2 separate regions of the Sus scrofa genome follow, and region 2 is linked to region 1. A link is a contact called in public Hi-C data. All regions are on one chromosome and are shown on one strand. Each heading gives the region's core, a stretch centred on a gene start, on an enhancer-like site or on the middle of the called end of the contact. The rest is flanking DNA. Distances are from core to core; before and after follow the strand shown. Region 1 holds the start of LOC110256538 (a long non-coding RNA gene). Region 2 overlaps COL5A1 (collagen, type V, alpha 1).

Region 1 (6,193 bases), core at 3,211-5,710:
AGTGACCTGAGCTGCTGCAGTCAGGTTCTTAACCCAGTGTGCCATAGTGGGAACTGCACGATTTCTTTTTTTTCTTGGCAGTAGACTAACCTCATCAGAAGGTTGGGGCGCCGAGAAGGAAGGAGGCTCCAAGTGAAGCCTTTGGGAAATGCTGGGACCAGCAGGGGGAGCAGACCGACACTGCCAGAATGCAGTGCACAGGGCATGACGGTCCCCTGGTCTCAACACCCAGCTCAGGATTCACTTGTCTCTCTGTCCACACTCTCCTCCAGAGTGGTCTTAGGCTTTAAGAGTGGCTGAGGCACTGAAAAGTCTGTGTTAGGCCTGCAGCCCAGACCTGCTCCCTGGGGTCCAGGCTGTGCCTCCCGCACCAGCTTCCTCAGAGGGACTGGACACCTTGTAGTCATCCATCACCGTGTCAGCCAGTCTCACTGACCTTGAACGTGTCCAGAATGACAGCTTCTCTTCCCCAGGACCAGCCACCAGCCCTGATCTCTCCCACCGACTCCATCTTGCCCTCCCACTGCTCTCAGCATAGTAGCCAGAGGGATGCCTTTAGAGCCCACCAGGCCCTGACGCTCAGGAGAGAAAGTAGAGTCGTGTTATGTGTTTGTCCACACCGCACACGCCTGTATCGCACGTGTCACCACCACAAATCACTGAACACGCGTGCAGCACACATGCCCCTGTGTCTGCCGAGAAAAAAAGACAAAAAAACGATGGTTAGATGCCACGAAGTAGGTGGCAATGCCTTAACCGTATGCGTGTTGTTAGGCCCGAGGGCCTCTTCCATCCTTGTCAAGGGGAGTGCTAACCTTCTCTCCTTTCATACAACACGCCTCTCGTTTCGCCCAACCCCTATTTAAGATCCCAGGCCTACGTTACCTTACAGTTACGGTGACTTCAAGTTCGCGCCTCAGACACACTAGTAAGAGAAACCGCATACAACGGGGAACCGCAACAAAGTCCACTATAAATCTCTTGTGTTATTTTAGCGGGATGAAAAAACCCTTTTTTGTGCTCTAATATATTCAAAATAATCAGCCAATCAGAGGCTTGAGAAGAACACCCGGAAATCCCCTGCGTCCTTCTGAAAAATAGATTCCCCCGGAAACAAAACAGGGCCTCGCGCACTTCCTACGCGCGGACGGTCAGGAAATGGCTCGGAACTTTCTGCGGAAATGGAAGTGGCTTGCAGCGAATCAGAAGACAAGGAAGGAAAACCCGCTCCACGAACTTCCGGACGCGGCCCTGCGCCTGGAACTGTGGGTACCCGGGGATCCGGGGCGCGCAGGGCGCAGTCTGCGCATGCTCCCAGCCTCCGCCGAACGTCTTCCGCGCATGCTCGGGGCCGCTTCGCTCGGCTTCCGCGCCTGCCCTTGGCCGGCGCCGCGCTGTCCTCCGACCGAGGCTTTGACTCCTACTGCGGGGCCTGCGCGGAAGTGGCTTCTGCTCCCGTCCACCGTTTCCTTAGAGTTTTAAGATTCAAATGTGATGTCTCGGGTGCTGGCCGTCGGCTCAGTGCAGACGGTGGGGCCATGCGGCGCAGCCCGAGGCGATGACGCGGCGGTCCCCACGGCTGCGGGCGCGTCGTCCCCGAGCGGGATGCTCTTGTGCGCGGGGCCGCTTGCGGGCAGGGGCGGCCCTCGGAGAGACCACGCGGGCGCGAAAAGGGGTGTGTGCATATATGTGGGTCTTGTTCTGTGCGTGAACAGCACAGAAGGACAGTGGACCCAACAGGTGGCCGGCGGGTCCAGCCAAGGGACGCTGAGCGGGCAGGGGTGGACACGGCTTGTGGGAGGCCAGTGGGGTCCGCTCTCCAGACCTCCTTTGCGAATTTTCAGTTCAGCCCTTTAGTTACAGGTGAAGGGCTAGCCTGGTGCCCATGGAAGAGCTCTGCTCACTTTGCAGAGCATCGTGGCAGAGAAGAGCCACGGGCCTGAACAGGAGACAGGCAGGCAGCCACCTGGGACTGGGTGAAGCGTGAGGCCTAGGTGTCGCCCTAGAGCCTCTCAGGACAGCGGGCAGCTCCAAGGGCATCTGCCTGTCTCAGTCACTGCCCTGTCCACCTGCGTAGGCCGTCCCAGTGGCCGAGTCTCCGTAGCCCCAGACCTTCCCGGCTGGGACTCCTCCCTAGGGACCAGCTCCTACGGGCCCTGCCCTTGCCCCCTGCCTGGCACGCTCAGTGTGTGTCAAGGCCCTGCTGGCCCTGCACTAAGGCCCTGCCATTACACTCGCATCCCCTCGTGGAAGGGCCGTCACAACCTACTTGATAGCTGAAGACACAGGCCAAAGTGGTTGTGTGGACACCACACCTCCGATGGGGCAGCAAAGGGGTTAGAGCCGGGCTGTGGGGTGAGGGTCAAGGGTCTGCTTATGCTGGATGGTTCTGCTCCACAGCCGGCGCTTCTGCACAACCGCCCTGCCTTGGACCACCTGGGACCCTCTGGGTGCGTGGGGAACTCCGTTCAAATAGTGTGGGGGGCCCTGATGTCACCTCCTGATCGTCGCTAGGCCAGGTGGGACTTGTCTCTTGAGTCTGCAAACTCCTGGCCCCACCGGCTTGAAGCAAAGGGGCAGCTGGCTTCTCAGGAGCCCCGGATGAGGCCTCTCAAGCTTCAGGGTGACTTCAGACCATCTGGTGTCAACATGCAGATTCCTGGGTGGAGTCTGCATCTGGGGTCTGTAGTCAGGCCTAGGGATCCGCACTCATGAAGCCTTGTGGCCGCGCTGTCTGGACATCCTGTCTTTGCTGTGGGTGGAGAGCGGCTGACTCTACCTCTCCCAGGGGGCTTGGCCGTAGGACACGGGTGTGGGAAGGATTTGCAGGATGAGGGGCAGGCTGCCTTGGGGGCGGGGGGTGCAGCTACCATGTCTCCCCAGGGTTGACAGGACCAGGCGCAAGGACCCGGGAGGCAGCAGACAAATTGGAACCCCAGATAAATGAAGAGCTCCGGTACAGTAAATGTCTCAAGTATTTTATGGGATGTGCTTATTCTGAGACACATTCGTCATTTCTCCCAGACTGTCCTGGATTTCCGTTTGCTGAATTTGGCAACCCCGGGAATGGGGAAGAGGACTCCCGCCTTCTGCCCAGGAAGCAGCACCTGCCAAAGCGTCCTCCGGGGTCCCCTTGTGGGCAAAAAGGGAGTGGGCTTGTTTAGCAAACAGTTTCAGTGTTGAACAAAGCCGAGGAGTCTTTCCCCAACCCCTTTTTAAAGAAAAGCCTGCTGGGGGGCCGTGGAGTTTGTGGAAAATGAGGCCTGGGGGCCGGGGGCAAGTCCTTTAGTCCTTTCGTCATCCGTCTTGGCTCCTGGGTGGGGTGCAGGTTCCTCCCTGCGGGAGGGAGAAGGGAGGGCCCAGGGGAGGGAAGGAAGCAGAGGAAGAGGAGGCAGAAGGGCCCTGTCCTTGGCCACACCGGGGCACCCCCTGGGCACAGCTTTGTTGGTTCCGCAAACCCAGGCCCACTCCCGTCCAGCAGTCCCTCGGTCTGCTTTGGCCCCGGGAAGCACCCAGCAAGCGCCGTGTGGGTGACTTCGGGCGGTGATCCGATTGCTCGGAGCAGAATAATCTTCCTTAATAATAGTCAGTGCGCTTATCTGCAGGCACAGGTGGCTTTGGAGAGCTTGATTTTTCCTCTGGGGAAGTTGGCACCTGATGGGGAGAGATGCTGGCATCAGGAGGGTGTCTGAGGCCGGTTTGGGCCCCCAGCATGGCCGTCTCCCTGTCCCAGGAAGCCGTCTGTGGGGCAGGCCTGGCTCCATCAGCTGTTACCGCTTGGGGTTCTTGGCCCCTGCAGGGAAGGGCAGAGCCAGAGGTGGGGGCTCCATGGAAACGCTCTTCCCAACCCCAGCCCCATCCTGCCGAGCGAGGGGTGTCGGGCCACAAGAGCCAAATCCGGATGCAGGGCTTGTATGAGGACACAGCTCACTGGCAGGGCCTGGGGGTACATGAGTGGGGATGGTGGCGGCTGTGCGGGAGCCTGGCCCCTGCCCCGCTTACCTTCAGCGCACAGGCCTCTGCCTGCTGCCTGGCTGGCCCCCAAGGCCTTTCCAGTTTCGGCTGGGAGGCGGAAGCTGTGACATTCCCAGGAACGGCGACAAGCCCCGAGGACTTGTTGCCTTTTGGAACGGAAGGCCTTGGTGACCCTGGAACCTCCAGGGGCTGTCACGAGACTTCCACAGTGGCCGCTGGGTCTCAGGGGGTCAGCCTTAGGCCACGGCTAAGAGCCATCGCACCACACGGGGGCCTTTGGAATCGGCCACCTGAGATGTCCCTGGCCACAGGCTCTTGTTCCGCTGGCCTTGGCATGGCCTATGGGTCGCCCTCCGGGCTGTGGGTTCCTGCCCCTTGCTTGTCTTTGCTCTCCTCGAAGAGGGGCGCCCCAGGCTTGGGCGTCCTGTGCTGCCAGGCAGCCCTTGGTGGGTGGGGAACTGGGCCCTGTCCTCCACCAGGGGGCGGGCTTGCACCTCTCAGGGTCCCCCGGCTGCTGATGAGCTGCTGATGGAGCCGCTGGGGAAGGGCCCGCACCTCCCCTCTAAAGCTCAGCTCAGCCCCGCACGCACAGCCGGCCTTCCTCGCTCAGTCTGGCTCTCTGCGGCCTTGGGAATGAGCCCAGGTTCCTCCCCGCTGGGGCTGGGGCTCAGGGCACCGCTCGCAGGGAGGGCTCTGTGGGGGTGGCTTCAAGGTCCCATTTTCCACGTGGAGAAACCGGGGCTCCGGGCGTTTCCAGGATGCCTGAACGGGGTGCCCCCAGAGCAGCACACACAGTGGGGTCTGGAGCCCAGGCTCCTGGGCCCCGATGGCACAGGAGACTCAGAGGTGCTGCGGGCTGCGTGGGGAAGCATCGGACCTGTGGGGTGCCTGACAGGTGCCCGGCGCCGAAAATCTCTATCGAGGTGTAGCCTGGACACTTTCTAGTGCTGGTTCTTTCAAAAGTCCATCTTTTCTCATTACAGAACACCTATTCTATGCATGTGCATTTAAAACCACACAGGAGGAGTTCCTGTCATGGCTCAGCAGAAACGAACCCAACTCGTATCTGTGAGGACGCGGGTTCGATCCCTGGTCTCGCTCAGCGGGTTGAGGATCCTGTGTTGCCGTGAGCTGTGTAGGTCACAGACAAGGTTGGATCCCGTGTTGCTGGGGCTGTGGTGCAGGCCAGCAGCTGCAGCTCTGATTCGACCCCTTGCCTGGGAACCTCCCTGTGCTGCAGGTGCAGCCCTAAAAAGACAAAAACAAAAAACGAAAAACACAAAACCCACACAGGAGCAAAATAACCCTCCTCTTACCAACCAGCCATTTCCGTGGGCACATTTTTTGCATTTTTGCCCGTTTCCCATGGTAAGACAGCTTTGAGATGACCTCGAGGCACCAGCGCCCTGGGCAGGATCAGCAGTCTTTTTTTTTTCTTTTTCTTTTTTCCTTTTTCCTTCCGTTTCAGCATCTCTCACAATTCTTCCTGGCACCAGAGGACTCTGTCTAGAGGTTTGCTTTCAGGGGAGGGTGGACCGGGTCTGGAGAGGGTGCCTCACTTTCCAGACTTTTCTCTGTGCATTAATGGGCCCAGGTGACCCCGCCCGCCTCCTCCGGTGTTTCCGAGGATGGGGCCTGTTGCTCTGCCCAGGTACAGACTTGGTGCTGTTTCATTGGCTATGAAACGTTGATGGTGGGGAAGGGACAGCTGGAAAAATGTGCTCTCTGAGACCTGCTTTTTCCTCTGCAGTGTCTGCGGAGCCTTCGGGCAGGGTGGCAATGTCCCCTGTGCCGTTGCTCCGGGGGACACCCTCAGGCCGCTCGGCCAAGCCTGCGGGGAGGGCGCTGACGCTCCAGGGGTGAGGCCTCTCCTCAGGGGTTGCTATTAATAAGGTGACCGCTGACCCCCGGACGTGCGGAGGCAGGAGGGGACCGCACGTTCCCAGGGTTGCCGTTTGGCCGGAGGTCTTTCTTGCGTGACCGGCCGGCCGGCCTCCAGGGTGCTTTGGTTCGGTCCTGGCCCCCATGGCCCCAGTGGACAGGAAGCGCCTCGTGGACCAAGCGCGGGGCTGCCCTTCCTCTGGGATAAAAATATCCCGAGACCAGCTCCCTGCAAGCATCCCGAGGCCCTTGGGGCCGGTTGGGCGGGGGGCAGCCTCAGGGCTGGGGGACCAGGCGGGATGCAGACACAGGGCTTCCTCCGTCTCTCTCTTAGGTT
Region 2 (6,185 bases), core at 1,417-3,916, 420 kb after region 1:
GGAAGGTGCCCCCCAGCAAGGGCCCCTCCAGGCTCCCCGTGTCCTGTGACCTGGGAGTCCCCGGGCTGGGGGCCTGTGCCGCCCCGTTACCTGGCGCTGATGCCTGCCGGCCTCCCCCTCAGCCGGCTCCGCCTCCGGAGGAAGGGCTGGACGACTTGGACACGGAGTTCACGGAAGAGACCATCAAGAACCCGGACGAGAGCTACTACGACCCGTACTATGACCCCACCATCGCCCCGTCGGAGATCGGGCCCGGGATGCCCGCCAACCAGGACACCATCTACGAAGGGGTGAGCGCCTCGGAGGGCACCTTCCCGGGCCCTCGGGCGGGGCCCCTGGGGTGCTGTGGCCGTGGGGTAACTGCCGCCTTCTTCCTTCTCTCCCTCTCCTCGCCACGTCTTTCAAACTCCAGATGGGAGGACCGCGGGGCGAGAAAGGACAAAAAGGAGAGCCCGCCATCATCGAACCCGTAAGGCGCTTTCTTATCTTAACCGGCCGGGGGGGTGGGGGTCGCAGCTCGGGGCACGTGGCGGGTTGGGCAGGACATGGCCAGATGCTGGACCCCTTTCTGCCCAGGGCCACCGCAAGGACGCGCCTGCTGCTGCTGAAGCCCCCCAGCAGGGGGAGGGCTCTGGACCTCGGCTGGGCAGCCCGGGTTCCTGTGGGTCAGGACCCTGTGCCGTGTCCACCTAAGAGCTGGGCACGTCACCGTGCATGCATTTCTTCTCGATGAAAAGAGACTCAGCTTCTGGGAGGCAGGGCCCTGGAGGGTGGAGGGTCCGCCGGCTGAACGTGGACCCGGAGCTGCGGGTCTGAGGCAAGAGCCGTAGTCGGACCCGCCTCTCCGCGCTGGCTCTGCAGCCGTGTTGCTGCTGCGGACGGGGAACGGAAACCTGCTTGTCAGCTCAAACGGCGCTTGAGCGGCACTTCACTGAGCCAGGTGATGGGCCACGGGCAAGTTAGTGACCCTTGATGACTCCGACCGCTGGGACCACAGCCAAGAGGTCCCGTGTGCAAGGAGTGGGTTCGTGGGTGTTGGCGGGGCCCTCCTCTGTGTCGGCACGTCCCCTGCCTGCAGGGAGCTGCTCCCGCTGGGCCCTCCAGGGCCCACCCCGTGGCCCGAGGGCTGCCCAGGTCAGGGCCCTAACTGGGGTGGGCGAGGTGCCAGGCGATTAATCGCCTGGAGCGGGCCCCCTGGGACTGCTCGTGGTGGGCACGGCTGTGGGCTGGGAAGCGGCCCTGGACACCAGAGTGGGGAGGCCGGCTGCCAAGGTCCGCCCCTGCCACGTCCTCTAAGAGCCGGAGGGAGGAGGCCAGTGTCCTGCCCCTCGACCGGTCACGAGGCTGGGCTGGGCCCCGGCTTCCACTGCCAGCACTCGGTTCCCAGTGGCTGAGCCAGAATGTGACGTGGCGGCTCCAGGGTCTTCTGATCGTGGGCCCCCAGGAGGCGGGATGGAGGGGCCCCCACCCCTCCAGTGGGCTGGGAAGGTTTCTTTGGAACCTTATCTCCCTTAGAGCCCGTGGCCATGGCAGACAAGATGGGGGGTGACTAGATGACCGTCCTGCTCGGCCCCCCACTCCCCTGGCCTGTCTCAGGGCTGTGGCTCATCTTTTTCTCCTGGGCTGCGGTCACTGGGCACACGCGTCTTTTGCTCGGATGAGAACATCCCCTTTCCCTGCTCCCTGAAGGTCCACGGGATGCAGGGCCTGTCTGAGGCTGAAGGATGGGGTTTGGGGAAGGGACAGAGGTGCCAAAGGGAGGCGGGCATGGGTACCAGGGGGCCCCTTGCTCAGCGACATGAAAAATCCTGACAAGTGCAGGTGCAGGGAGAAAGGCCACCCCAGGGAGGGGCAGGCAGCCAGCGCTGGTTGGAGCCTCCCCTAAGGGACGGGCTGCCCAGGACCCCCTCCCGTCTTGCAGGGCTGGGGGTATGCCAGGAGGTGGGCCACCCCTGCTGTGGCTTCCGTGGTCCAGCCGTGCGTGGAGCACGACCCAGATGGCCTTGACCTGGCCGTGGACTTGGGTGTCCTCCGTAGCGTCCCCGTGGCCACAGTGAAAGGGGCCTCTCGTCCAGGAGGAGTGGGAGCCCCAGGCAGACAGGAGCCGGGCTCTGTGGGGTCCCGGGTTGGGTCCCAGCTCTGGGAGGCCTGGCAGCACCTAGGTCTGGCTGAGCTTCCCATTCACACGTCCCCCAGTCTGGGCTGACCCTGTGCAAAACTCATGGCAGCTGGACACCCCAGGTCGGGGCTGGGGGTGGAGGCGGCACCCAGGGAGTCCAGCTGCCCGGCTGCACCAGGCACCGCTGGTGAGGGCTGAACACGCCCAGGCCGTCCAATGCAAACAGCGTGTCCCTAGAATCCACTCCGTCTTCGCTGGGGGAAAAGCCAGCCATCTGGATGTGGTTAGGGACGCTGCCCGCCCCCTCGGGTCCTGGCGTTTGCTCCCGCCCAGCCCCCAGCCTGCTCGGAGCGTCTGCGGGGCCGAGGCTGGTCCCCCTGGGGAGATGGTGTAAACACTTGGAATTTCTCAACCTGGAGTGTCGCCAGCTGTCCTCAAAGTCTTAGTTCCTCATCAACAGATGGCCGCGTCCTGGGAGGTGGCCGACGGGGTCTCACGGCTGCGGCCGGTGTCCAGGCCCGTGGAGGGGGGGGGGGGCTGTTTCCCCTCCCACCTGCGCAGCCACTCGCCCTCGGGTGTGTCACTCACTGAAACCGGCTCCTTGTCTCCGCCCACCCCAGGGGTGGGGGCTCTTTCCCACTCAGATCCGGTACCCTCCCTCTGTAGCGGCTCGGCAGCCTCGGGGGCTCCTTGAAAGGACAGGAACCCCTCAGCTGAGCGGATTCGGGCTCATCGGATCCGGCTGCCCCAGGCCCTCGGGGACCAGCAGTCTCCACGTTCAGGGTTTCATCATGAGGGAGGTGCATAGACATCCACCGTTAAGAGCTGTTTCGAGCTCGGCCAAAGGCGGAGGCCTGACACCCCGGTCAGGGAGGGGGAGCAGGGCTGGAGCAGGAGGGCGTGGCTCCCGTGTCACAGGACCGGTCCTCGGTGGGGTGGTGGCCTCAACCTGCTCGTTTGCCCGGTGGCCCCGCAGCCTTCCCCCAGCCGGCCCAGGGCGGTCCTCCCACGCGAGCCCACTGAGGCCCCGGCTCCCCGACGATGGCCCTTGGCATGTCCCGGAAACAGCTGCGGTGTCCTGCAGCCCGCAGGGCCTGGGCTCCTGTCCTCATCCCCGCTCGGCCCCGAGCCCCCTCAGCTGCCTGCGTGGAGAAGGAAACAGGGAAGCTGTCGTGGGAGGCTGTGGGATGAGCTGTCTGTGTGCAACGCGCCTGCAAACATTTCTCCGAGCGCACATCTGTGTAAACACAGGGTGCTCCTCCCTGCCGCTGGGCAGCCCCGGCAGGGGCGGGAGGGACGCGGCAGCCCTGGGACCCGCTGTCCCCCCGGCCGGCTGGCCGCCCCCTGTGCTGACCTCGTGCCCCAGGAAGCGGTTCCTGGTTTCCGCTTCGAAGAAAAACCCGGCCTTGATCGGCCCCTGCCCTGGCCTTGTTCCGGGGCAGCGGGGGGAGGCCGGCTGCAGGCCCGAGGGGTCCCAGCAGCGCAGGACATTGCGGGGAGGGAGGTGTCACTGTGCCCAGTGGCCCCACGTGTGGCTGAAGCCCGCCCCGCGCCTGTCCTCCAGCGCCCTCCACCCCCCACTCTCAGCCTGCAGACCCCCGTGGGGCCGTGCAGCCCCTCATACCCCCGAGTGGGCACAGAACACCCGGGATGCCGGGGCCTGCCTGACGTTGGCATTGACCTCACAGCAGAGAGGAGACCCACGCAGGGACGGAGGCTGATGGGGCGGGGGGCCTTGTCCCTATTTGGGGGGCAATGGTCAGGTCTGGGGGACCTCGTCCCAGCCCGGGAAGGGCCTGGGAGGGGAGCATGGCCGAGGGTCCAGTGGATTTGGCAGTTTTCCCACTTGCTCTGGGGCTGCTGGGTGGGCGGCGGGTGAGGCGTGGCCTGCCTGGAGGGGGAGGGGCAGTCTCAGGAATTGGGCCTGAAGGTTCCCCAGGCCTGAGGTTCCCCGGGCCTGAAGCCTCTCCAGGTGGGGCTCTCAGCCCGTGGGGCCCCTCTCCTCTTGTCCCCCGGCAATCCACCCGCAGCCGTCCCCCCACCCTCTCTGGCCCCTCATCCTGGGGCCCACGGCTCCCTCAGTGGCAATCACCAGGGCCTGCCTAGGCCTTGCCCCGCGGAGGGCAGGCGGACCCGAGTGGCACCGGGGGTCCTGGCCCTCCCTGTCCTCTGGAAGCTGCTCCGAGGGAAGCCTCTTGGTTTGCTGTGGGCTTCTTGCTGCCCTGGAAACGCTCGGGGGAGTCGCCGTGGCCGCACCACAGCCCCCGTTACAGAGACTGCTCAGGACCCCTGCCAGGCGGAGGGCGCTGCCCCAGAGGCCCGATCTCCGGTCCTCTGGTCCGTCCAGCCTGGAGGCGTCCCTGGGCCTGGCCCACGCGGGGTCTCTGGATGAGGAAGGACCCTGGGATCTCAGACGCTCTCCCGTCTCTTCCAGGGCATGCTTTTGGAGGGGCCGCCCGGCCCAGAAGGCCCCGCGGTGAGTGTCGGGGTGTATCTCCCAGGACTTGGGGGAGGTGCTCAGGCTGGAGGGAGGCCCTTTAATGCTCGTGGATGGAAAAGAGGAGCAGACGCCCCTGGCGGCTTGTCACCCCCGCACCACGCAGGAAGCGGGAACCCCCGCCAGGTGGGAACTGCCCCGTGGCTGCATCTTTGACCTCTGCCTCATTTTGTTTTTAATTCTAGGGTCTCCCGGGACCTCCAGGAACGATGGGTCCCACTGGCCAAGTGGGCGACCCTGGAGAAAGGGTAAGATGGCCGGGCCCCTGGGATCAGGGCTCCGCGGGTGTCCGGGCCCCTCCCTGCCGGGGACTGGCCGTGTCCTTGTGTGTGGGTGATGGCGACACACTGACGACCTTCCCCACATTGCCCCAGTCTCGTCACATCTCAGGCCACCCCCTACTGCGTCCGTCCTCTTTAGATAGTTAGGGGTCCACTCTTGGCCCTGAGCCGGGGCAGTGGGCTCCTGCGAGAGTGAGACTCAGCCGGGCCGTGAGCCCCCGGAGGCCGGGGGTCAGTGCAGCTTGGTGGCCCTGCGGCCCTGCATTAGGGCAGCAGTAGCAACGGCTGCAGTGGCCAGAGAGCTCGGGTGCTGCCTGGGCATCACGTGGGGTCCACCGTGGCCCACCCTTGATAGGAGACCTTGGTTGGTCTTCAGTCCCCCTTGCGCCAGCGTCCGTGTTGGAAATCAAGCCATAGACACAGGAGTCAAAGACCATCCTGGGCTCACCCTGGTCACAGGGGTGCATGCTGAGGTCCCCAGGTTAAGGGACAATTCTGAGGTCTCTCTGGTTACAGCAACCATCCCAGGCTTGCCCTTGTTCAAGGAACGCCTCTGGAGGTCCCCTTGGTGAAAGGGGTCATTCTGAGCTCACCCTGGTGAGAGGGATCCTCCTAGGGTCACCTCAGTCACAGGGACACATCCTGGGTGGGGGCCGGGGGCTGCCGTTGAGATGCTGGCTGAGCCCAGGATGCCCCAGTTTCGTTCTGACACCTAGTGGGGGTTTGCGGTACTGCAGCCCTGTAGGTTCTCCAGGTTGGCTCGGTTCTTTTTCTTCCCGTTTTTCCTGCTGGTTTAGCGAACGCCGATGTGAGCTCGGGCGGAATAAGCGCTAGTGATCGGGTGGCTAAGTTGTAGCTGGGACGTTATCCCTGGGCCTGGCACACTGCCCAGAGCAGAGTGAGATCCTCATGGTTGGGGGTGGACCATGGCTGGTCTGGCACGAGGAAAGGCGGCCAGGCCCTGGGGGCTTTGGGGTGATGCTCCCCTGAGGTCTGCAGACAGAGCGGTGACTGCAGGACCTCTGGGAGCAGCCGCACCAGTTGGGCACCTGTGGCCGGTGGCTTTGGGGGCCTGGCTCCGTGGGGGTGGGGGGCCTCCGCCTTCCCTACTTCCCCGCCTCTGCCACGTGCTCAGAATTCCAGACAAGCCATCGAGGGCCCACTGTCCTCCCAGACCCCAGAACTAGCACCACTTGGGTTTGGCCCCGGGGACTGTCGTCTCTAACCCAGCTCACTCCAAAGATCTCTGTAAGATGGGGTGACAGCCGTGTCCCCCCACAGAGCCACC

What was found. A called contact is a pair of places that touch in the nucleus more often than the background predicts.
Region 2: a contact with region 1 is called in a Hi-C map of omental adipose tissue, with 2.4 times the contacts expected there. The contact joins two enhancer-like sites. A contact is called at or near these places in 9 of 47 Hi-C or Micro-C datasets (alveolar macrophages, brain, embryonic fibroblasts and 6 more) and 2 of 2 datasets of contacts at active chromatin or transcription factors (alveolar macrophages and skeletal muscle).

The regions. Positions count from the first base shown.
Region 1 is chr1:273,579,846-273,586,038 of Sscrofa11.1, forward strand. It overlaps LOC110256538 (a long non-coding RNA gene), which reads left to right and starts at 1,593. Exons shown (of 2, transcript XR_002338167.1): 1 at 1,593-1,675; 2 at 2,401-2,982. Within about 2 kb of position 4,461, at least 16 of the 83 cell types and tissues checked have an H3K27ac peak or open chromatin away from gene starts, as enhancers often do. A contact at or near this core is called in omental adipose tissue, where this site is marked.
Region 2 is chr1:274,000,640-274,006,824 of Sscrofa11.1, forward strand. COL5A1 (collagen, type V, alpha 1) reads left to right here. Exons shown (of 69, transcript NM_001014971.1): 8 at 123-290; 9 at 413-469; 10 at 4,554-4,595; 11 at 4,802-4,864. Among named protein-coding and RNA genes, the nearest start is that of COL5A1, 70 kb to the left of the region's middle. Within about 2 kb of position 2,667, at least 18 of the 83 cell types and tissues checked have an H3K27ac peak or open chromatin away from gene starts, as enhancers often do. A contact at or near this core is called in omental adipose tissue, where this site is marked.